2 separate regions of the Cricetulus griseus genome follow, and region 1 is linked to region 2. Evidence: chromatin contacts called from public Micro-C data. All regions are on one chromosome and are shown on one strand. Each heading gives the region's core, a stretch centred on a gene start, on an enhancer-like site or on the middle of the called end of the contact. The rest is flanking DNA. Distances are from core to core; before and after follow the strand shown.

Region 1 (4,117 bases), core at 400-2,899, 86 kb after region 2:
TTCCTTGCTTGGGAGCTGTTGCCATCGCAGTCTCCACTCTCACAAAGAGCCCCAACTCTTGGCTCTCAGAGGTGACTCTCCACCGGAGTCAGAAGAGCCCCTCCCTCCCCAGGCATCCCACCCGCCTTAGCTGAGTCCACTGGATGTGTTAGGCTTCCCCAGCAGCACAAAGCCAGGCTCCAAATGGCTTCAGCTGCAAGAGAGAATTTGTTGAAGCTCAAAATGATCTGTTTCTGAGTCCAGGCAGCCTAAGGATGCTGTCGTCATTTGCTGTCGTCATAGGCCACTTGGCCCACCCTTTCTGTGGACTTCTTCACTAGCCAGGAACCCTCTGGGAAGCTCCTCCGGGCGCACAGCTGCTACCTGTTATCAGACACCAAGGCTGAAACACAAGCGCGGTGGTATCATCCCCCAGCCCCTGCCCCTGCAGAGCAGTCAAGGGGTTCTCTAGTGCATGAGGGGCTGGACAAGAGAGGCAGGGAAGTGTCTGCTCAGACGGCCATCCTGCAGTCGGGGGAGCAGGGCAAGGCCCCCTTCACTGTGTCCAGATCCCTGCTGACCAATGGACTGCTCATTTAGCTGCCAGAAGGCACAGAACTCCAGCTGCTTCCCAGCTTCCTAGTCACCCTCGAGCCTGGCACTGCCTCCCCAGTGGCAGCAGCTGTGCCCTGCACTGACCCTTCGGCTTTCTAGGGCCTGAGAGGGGTTGGGCTGAGACTCAAGTGTGACCAGCTGTCCACGATGGCTGAGGAGCTGCCACCATGGGGATGAGTGTGCAAAGGAAGAGAATCGCGGCGGTGGCTGGTCCCCAGCACCCACAGGGATCCCGTCTCTTCCTCCTTGCAGGTTCGCCAGCCTAGGCACTGGCCCTTCACATTGCCCATGTGGTTTTCTGGGCTGCACGCTCTCTCCTGCACACATTCACTCTTCCCCTGTGGTAGTAATTAAGCCCTTCCTGCGCCTGAGAAGGCCTCTTACCTAGAAAATGCCAGGTGGGACTTCCAACCCCACATCCACCTCCTTTACTTTGTATTGGCAGGGCCAGGCTACGGCTGTGACCTGTGCACCATCGCTTGTTTGCAGTTCCCAGGTTTGGCTTTGGTGGGCTGGTGCAGTGTGGGGCCTCTACTGTACAGGTCCTTCCCTCCATGTTGTCTACTGTCTGCAGACTTGCTTTGAGACAGAGCATGTCGCCTAGAGCAAGATCGGTGGGCTCAGCCTCCAGCCTCGGCACCTGCCAGCAGTGTGGCTTGGCACATGTGCCGTAGCAGCTCCAGGCACCTCTCAGAACTCTGGGTAGAGAGGGACTGCTGGTGGCAGGGCTGACGAGGCTGACAAAGGGTCTCCAGGGTCTCATGGCCTTGCTAACCCTTGCTAACCCTTGTCTGGGTGTGTGGAATGTCAACTCCTATTGGGCCACAAGCTTCCCTCACTATTGGGCCAGACCATGTGGCCACTGGATGCCGAAATGCGAGAACAGCCCTGTACACTCCAGGGTCAGGGCTCAGGTCCCAGGCTGCCCTGGGCTCCATGGCTAGAACTGGAGCAGGGGAGAGAAGTGTGGCTTTGAGGAGGTCAGAGAGTAATCTCGAAGCATCCTCACATCCGGACACTGGTACAACCCCAGGGGCTCCTGTGGTCTCTGACTCAGAGAGAGGTCAACTCCTGGAGCTAAGAGTGGGGCCCAGCTGGATTGGGCAGGGCTCACAGGAAGCAGGGCCTTACCCTTGGCTCCCAGACAGTTGCCCATCCAAGCACCAACCGAGCTATCTCTGCTGAGCTTCTGACATGAGACAAGGTCTGTTATGGTCAATTAACTAGAGCTTCCTGTGGCCCCAGAATGTCACAGGGCCCCATACCTAGAGTAAGTACTTCATTGGGTCCATCAGCCCTGTCATATTGGTTCTTGCCATTATTAGCATTTCACAGAGAAAGAACTGAAGGCTGGGCCGTGGTGGCGTACGCCTTTAATCCCAGCACTCGGGAGGTAGAGACAGGTGTGTCTCTGTGAGTTCAAGACCAGCCTGGTCTACAAGAGCTAGTTCCAGGACAGCCTCCAAAGCCACAGAGAAACCCTGTCTCCAAAAACAAAAATAAATAAATAAATAAATCACACACACACACACACACACACAAAGAGAGAGAGAGAGAGAGGGAGAGGGAGAGAGAGAGGGAGGGAGAGAGAGAGAGAGAGAGAGAGAGAGAGAGAGAGAGAGAGAGAGAGAGAAGGCGTAGGTAGAGAGGTTAAGTAACTCCTCTAAGGACACACAGCTGTGGCTAAGGCAAATGGATAGTTTAAATTTGGATCCTTTCCCTAACCACTGTCACCTGCTTATTGGCGGACAGCCTTTGTTGTAGGGCATGTGTTATTGGTGATCATTTTCATGGTCTCTCTGTCCTGGTGGTGTGCACCTTTGCTGGGACCAGGAGGCCCTGAAGATGTGTCTTGTAGGAAAGGGTTAACCCAGCCTCCCCCACCCCCCCACTTTCCCAGGGCCAGGGCCGGAACAGAGGGGCCTTATCTGCAGAGGAAGGGCTGTGGGATGTGAGACTCTCAACTCCAGCACCTTCTGTGGGCCAGCTGTTGAGCACCGAGGGCGAGGGGCGGGAGCCAGTCAATGTGGGATTCATTACTGGGGCTGGGCAGAGGGGAGCTCTCCTGAGGTAGGATGGGGGTGGGGCCTTCTAGATGCCACCAGTGAGTGGGGGAAGGGAGGGTCCTCCACTTCCCCTCTTTCCTTTTCCTGTGCTTGAAGCAGCTGTCTCCCCTACCGGGAGTGTCTTCCCTGCAAGGGTGTGGCCTGGACGTTTTGGTCCCTGCCACCTACAGCCTGTTGGGCTACAGTGGCCCCATGGGTGGAGGCTAGGCAAAGCGGGGCAGGCATCAGTTCCTCTGTCTTGGGAGTAACTGAAAACTGCTGGGCTTCCTGTAGCATTGGGGCTAACCCCAGGAGAAGGCCTGGGCCGCTGTGTGGGGCAGAGCTGAAGCAAGTCCCTGGCTGCATGGCGGCGGGTGTGACCACACCTGCCATCCCAGCACTTGGGAGTCCTGGACTACACAGCTGGGTTTCAGACTGGCCAGGCCACTGGAGAAGTGTGTGTGTGTGGGGTCAAATGTCATTAAGCTAGAGGAAGAGTGGGTGGGGGTTCTAGAAGCCTTGTTTGTGCTGAAGAGTGAAAAAAGGGTACAGGGCTGAGGTACTCTGGATGAGGGCTCACACAGGTTGTCTAAGACAGCCTGTAGGTCGCACAGCCCAGCTTAGATGCCTGCCTCATGCAAATGGCAGCTGCTGTAGTTCAGAGCTCCTGGGCCACATCTCAGCCACCCAGCCCCAGCAAGGCCTGGTGTAGAAGTGGTTGGAAGGCCAGAGACAGGGAGACTTACAGCCCTGGCCAGGAGCAGAGCACTGTACTGCCCCACCCGGACCTCTATGGGGGGCAGTAAGCAGGGCTGTGAGAGGCTGTCTCTCAGGTGGGACCTGAGGCACCCCCATCTGTGATGGATGAGGAGAGAGTCTTCCCAACGGTTCTAGTGAGGATCCTCCCATAGGTCAGCAGGCCATTGCCACACCAGCAGAGCCCCTGAGAGTCACTGGAGCACGAGGGACTCACATATCCAGAGTAGATGTTTGTAGGAAGGATCTCTCTCTCTCTCTCTCTCTCTCTCTCTCTCTCTCTCTCTCTCTCTCTCTCTCTCTCTCTCTCTCTCTCCTTATTTATTTTTATGCCATGTACCACATGCATGCCCAAGGCCCACAGAGGCTAAAAGAGGGCATCAGAATCAGATCCCCTGGAACTGGAGTTACAGGTGTGAGCCCCCGTGTGGGAACTAAACTTGGGTGCTCCTAACCACTGAGCCATCTCTCCAGCCCAGAGGACATCTTTAAAATTTAATTATTCATTTATTTTATTATTATTGTTGTTGTGTGTGTGCACACACACGTACGATGGCATATATGTGGGTGTCAGGGGACATTTTTGTAGAGTCAACTCTCTGTCCATCTTTATGTTGGTCCTAGGAATTGAACTCAGGTCACCAGGCTGATGCAGCAAGCATTTTACCTGCTGAGCCATCTCACTGCCCTGGGCCTCGCTGCCCCCTAGGTATATCTCCCAC
Region 2 (4,603 bases), core at 1,431-3,930:
CTGTGACTGGAGTGCATAGTATGAAATTGCCAAGAAATTAATAAAAATATTATGTTGGGGAAACACAAATTCTTATTGAGATTTTTGTAACATGTACACCGTTATTCACCCCCCACCGTCTCCTCCCCTTAGCTCCTCCCAGACATATCCTCTGCCTCCCACACTCCCAACTGAATGGGTTCACTCTCTTTTTTATTAAATAACCCACCAACTCCAGTTTTTGCTGCCCACCTACCTACCTCGGCTTGAGGCACCATCCACTGGCACACTGTTGGCCTACCAGGAGCCACGCCCTTTAGAAAAACTGACTCTCCACCCATCACCTGTCACAGTTCCTCAGTTCCGGGGTAGGAGGCTCATGGCGCCCTCCCTCCCGGTGCTGGACATGTTGGTTTGATTCTAGAAGGGGAGGCAATCGAAGCTGCTGTAAGCTCATGGGTGCATTGTCCTCTTGTGTCCAGGAGACGCTGTTAGGACCCGTCCTCTCCCACCTCCTTCCATCTTCTCACCGATTCCTGGTCCCTGAGCCTGGGGGGGGGGGTAAATATCCATTTGCAGCTGAGCTCATCTTACTCTCTTAATTGAACCAGCTGTGAGTTTCTGTGTTAACCACTGTCTACCGCACGGAAAGCACTTCTCTGATGAATTCTTCTTTCTATAAAGTTTTTTAAACTATTTTTACATTTATTTACTGTGTGTTGGGAGTGTGAGTGCTACCGAGTATGTATGGAGGTCAGAGGTCAGATGGGGGTGGCCAGTACCCTTCCCACAAGAAGCCATCTTGCTGCCCCCCAACTTTTGTCTCACCAAAATGACGTTGAACTCCTGATCCTCCTGCCTCCACCTCCCAGTGCTGGGTTCACTCGTGTGCGGTAAAGAACCTGGCTTATGTGGCGCTGGTTGTGGAGTTCTGTGTCTGTGAGGCAAGCATACGTCCAACTCAGCCCCAGCCCCAGCCCCAAATGCCCCCCTTAAAGACATATATGCTGTTGCCTTTTGGGCCACCCGAGTGATCCAGACAACATCTTCATCTGAAGCCCCCTTCCTAACAAGGCCTCAGTCATGGGTTCTAGAATGTGAATTCTTAGGGGACCATCGGTCAACTCTTCCAGTGCCCGAGTCTTTTTCCACTGAGGCACTGACCCCAGCTCTCTCACGGTGACGGCTGCCCTTTGAGGCTCCTCTCCTTGCTCCCTGGCAGGGACATTTGGCTTGTTGTCTCCCAGGAGGCTAGGGATGTTCTGTACATTCCCACAAGAAGATGCCTTACTGTCTAGGGGAGGGCATTTGGGGTCCTGCCCCAGACAGGGAGGGAGGGGCCTGGAGTTGCATCTTGGGCCTGGGGGTGCTTTAGCTATGGGACAGTGAGGGAGGGTCTACAAACTCTCAAGGAGCCCTGGGGACCTAAGAACAGTGGACAGTATATGGCTTATCTGAAGGCTGTGACATTTGGGCTACGAGCACCCAGTGGCCAGGCATGAATGCTTTCCCAGGCTTGCCACGTGCCCTTTCTTTTTCAAGAGAGACCATCAAAGGCTTACAGCCCTTATATAGAGTCACTATGGAATAAAACCAAAATGATGGAAATGTACTTTAAGGCCATCCAGTGGTGAAACACGCCTTTAATCCCAGACTCAGGAGGCAGAGACAGGCAGATCTTAGTGGGTTCGGTGCCAGCCTGGTCTACAAATTGAGTTCCAGGATGGCCAGGACTGTCACGAAGAGAAACACTGTCTCAAAAAACTGAGAGAGCCTTTTTCCTCTCTGGCGGACTGAAGGAAAGATGGGTCACCAGCAGCTCTACTGGAGTCACCCGCATAAGTTTGGCCAAGACTCTCGATCTCGCTGAGTCTGCTGTAACCGCCACGGTTTGATCCGAAAATACGGGCTGAAGTTGTGCTGTCAGTGCTTGCGTCAATACAAGAAGGACATAGGCTTCATTAAGTTGGACTAAGCAACCTTGAATGGATTATTCAAGACTGTCTACCCAGTGACACAGATCATGCTAGTCTTTGCACATAAAGAATAAAAAAAAATGGAGACCTTAAAAAAAAGCTGAGAGAGAGAGAGAGAGAGAGAGAGAGAGAGAGAGAGAGAGAGAGAGACTGAAAGTCTAAGTGAGGCAGGGTGACACATGCCCTAATGAAAACCGCTAGGATCTCCACAAGTTCAAGGCCAGCCTGATTTACTTAGAATTCCAGTCCCTGGTCTCAAAATACCAACAAAACCCAACACAATAAAGAGACACTGTTTTCACAGAAACCACGACACAGATACATGTTTTCTTTAAGTAGACACTGGACAGCAAAGCCCTACTTTCCACCAGGTTTGAGTGATCTTTTGGTACAAGGATGCCCCACACCCTGGGGCCCTTCCCCCAAGCCCTCCTTCTTGTACTGCTGAGCCCATCAACCCAGCCAGGGCTCTGAGCAGGTGCTGAGGGCTCCTCCTACCCTTTCCAGGTGAGCAGCCCCTGGACCAGGTGTCCTTCAGGAAATAGAGCTGAGCCCTGGGGCCAGCCATGTTCTCAGAGAGCCGCTGAGTCTGGGGAAATTGCAGCCGGAGGACGCATTCCCTCCCTAGGGACCTCTGAGACTTACTGACTCATATGTATGGGGTGGGAATCTTCCAGGAAGCCTCCAGCCAGCTCAGCCTCTCGGGAGGGAGCGTGGGGTGGGGACAGTCTGTCCCTCTGGTGCTGGAGCTAACAGGACAAGGGGACCTTTTTTAGGGTTTGTCTTGGGCAGGTATCTGGAACCTTCTCTCAGCCCTCCTGTCTGGGAGGTGACCACCGCCTGCCCAGATAGGTTGCATGTGGTGGGGTTGAGATCTGGACCTTCCCAGTAAGGTGAGGCAGGCACGCAGGACATAGGCTTTTTAAATGTTTAAAAGCCAAGAAAATCACAGCAGCACTAGACGGGAGGAAAATGAAAGACTTTGCAAGTGGCCAGGAATTTGACTCTAGGAGTTGGTTTCCAAGAGCCTAAGTTAGGCATCTCCAAGTGGATATTAAAAGGGAACAGCCAGGCTCCAGAGGCGGGGGCTGGAGGGGGCGGAGAGAGGAGGCGCCGGAAGCTGCACGCTGGACACCACACTGAGGGCCAGGCAGCTGGTCCTGCGCTCAGGGAGAGGACCCAGGGACTCCCTAGGATCCCATCGAGCCCCCACCCCCCCATTTTTCAACTTTTCTCCTTGTGCTCCCTATTCCCCTCTGTGTGGCAGAGACAATGCTACTTCAGTTTGGAGCAGAGACATATGACCAACACATGGAAATGTGGTAATTTGGATCTGTTCGTGATTGCAACAGATTGAAGAAATTAGACCAGACAAAGAGTGTTTTTAGAGGAAGAGGAGGAGGCAGAGAGAGGGAGGTTGACAGGGTGAGAAAGGGGAGGAGGACCCCTCCCTCCGCGCAGGGGACACCGGCATCCTGTCTGCCTGCTGTAAATACATCCGTAGGAATGGAGAGAGATCGCATCACAGGTAGGCCACAGCCCTCCTCTTCCCAAATCCCCCATCCCTGAACCCGACCCATGTCCAACTGGTGGCTTTCACCGATGCCTCAGGAAGTAGGCACCCAGGGTCAAGTTCACTTACTTTTACAGAACTATTTCCTTTTTCTGCTGACTGTTCCACGTTGTGCCAGCTGGAATGCTGCTTTCCACTAAGCCCTGCCGAGTCTGGCTTTTATTTAAACTGGGTTTCTCCTCCTGTGCTATTTCTCTTTCATTTTCCGGCAGGCTGCTTTTACGTCTGTGACCACTGTGAACTTAGAGACTCAGGAAGGGTGGATGGTGGGGACAGGCTCTGCACCAGGGCCAAGGTGGCCTGGCTTGTTTGCCCATCATCTGGCCTTGGTCTTCTCCTGAAATAGCCTTGCTGGGCCTCTTGGGAAGTTGATTATAGAGGTGGTGGCTCCCAGTGCTTGGAGGAGGTGTAAGCACACATGTGCACCCTCGAGAGAGAGAGAGAGTGTGTGTGTGTGTGTGTGTGTGTGTGTGTGTTCACAGGGCCCGAGTGCATGCCTGTGAGTGTATATGTGGCCATGTACTCCTGCGGTCCCCTTGGATCCAGAGGAGACCCAGCAGGGGATAGACAGTTCAAGGGAGAGAACAAGTCTCCCTTTCCTTAGCCATCCCAGTCAAGTTGTTCCCAGGTTAAGCTGCCTGTTCCTGCTGGGACTGTCAGTGTCTGAGGTCATTACTGCCTCCTCTGCCTTGGGCACCATCTGAGTCACAGGCTGCGGGATGGTGTGGGTGGGGAATTCTAGGGATGTGACCCTTACTCTAGACTGGTGTTCTGTGGTCATGATAAAAGGCTAAACCCCACCCAAAAGTGTCATTTGGCTCCGGGCTGTTGGTTGTTTCTGAGTCCATGGACGGGGGTCTCTGAGACAGAGAGAGAAGGAAAGCGGGTCTCAGGGGCTCCTCTGAGGGATGGCCGGACCCCACCAATCCCAATACTCGATACTGTGATTTTCTGATGTCATATCAAAACTGGCCAGGCATTCACTAGGAGGCAGCCACCTGGTGCCTGGCTGATGGCAGTGTGTCCTGTGACCCTGAGGGGCACAACAGAAGACCCGGGAGGGGAAACAAACCTG

Evidence for each region. Hi-C and Micro-C count contacts between places; a contact is called where the count stands out from the background.
Region 1: a Micro-C map of the CHO-K1 cell line shows a contact between it and region 2, with 2.6 times the contacts expected there. The contact joins the enhancer-like site here to the promoter of Septin9 in region 2. A contact is called at or near these places in 4 of 8 Hi-C or Micro-C datasets (the CHK-Q cell line, the CHL-YN cell line, the CHO-K1 cell line and 1 more).

Annotation. Positions count from the first base shown.
Region 1 is chr7:129,877,117-129,881,233 of CriGri-PICRH-1.0, forward strand. The region is part of intron 2 of Septin9 (septin-9); the gene reads left to right. Among named protein-coding and RNA genes, the nearest start is that of Septin9, 87 kb to the left of the region's middle. Within about 2 kb of position 1,650, at least 2 of the 6 cell types and tissues checked have open chromatin away from gene starts, as enhancers often do. A contact at or near this core is called in the CHO-K1 cell line, where this site is marked.
Region 2 is chr7:129,789,719-129,794,321 of CriGri-PICRH-1.0, forward strand. Septin9 (septin-9) reads left to right here and starts at 2,681. Exons shown (of 12, transcript XM_027425556.2): 1 at 2,681-3,483. The coding sequence starts at 3,462. LOC103161705 (a long non-coding RNA gene) reads right to left here. Exons shown (of 3, transcript XR_003487116.2): 1 at 3,598-4,603; 2 at 808-916; 3 at 1-528. It also overlaps the pseudogene LOC113836419.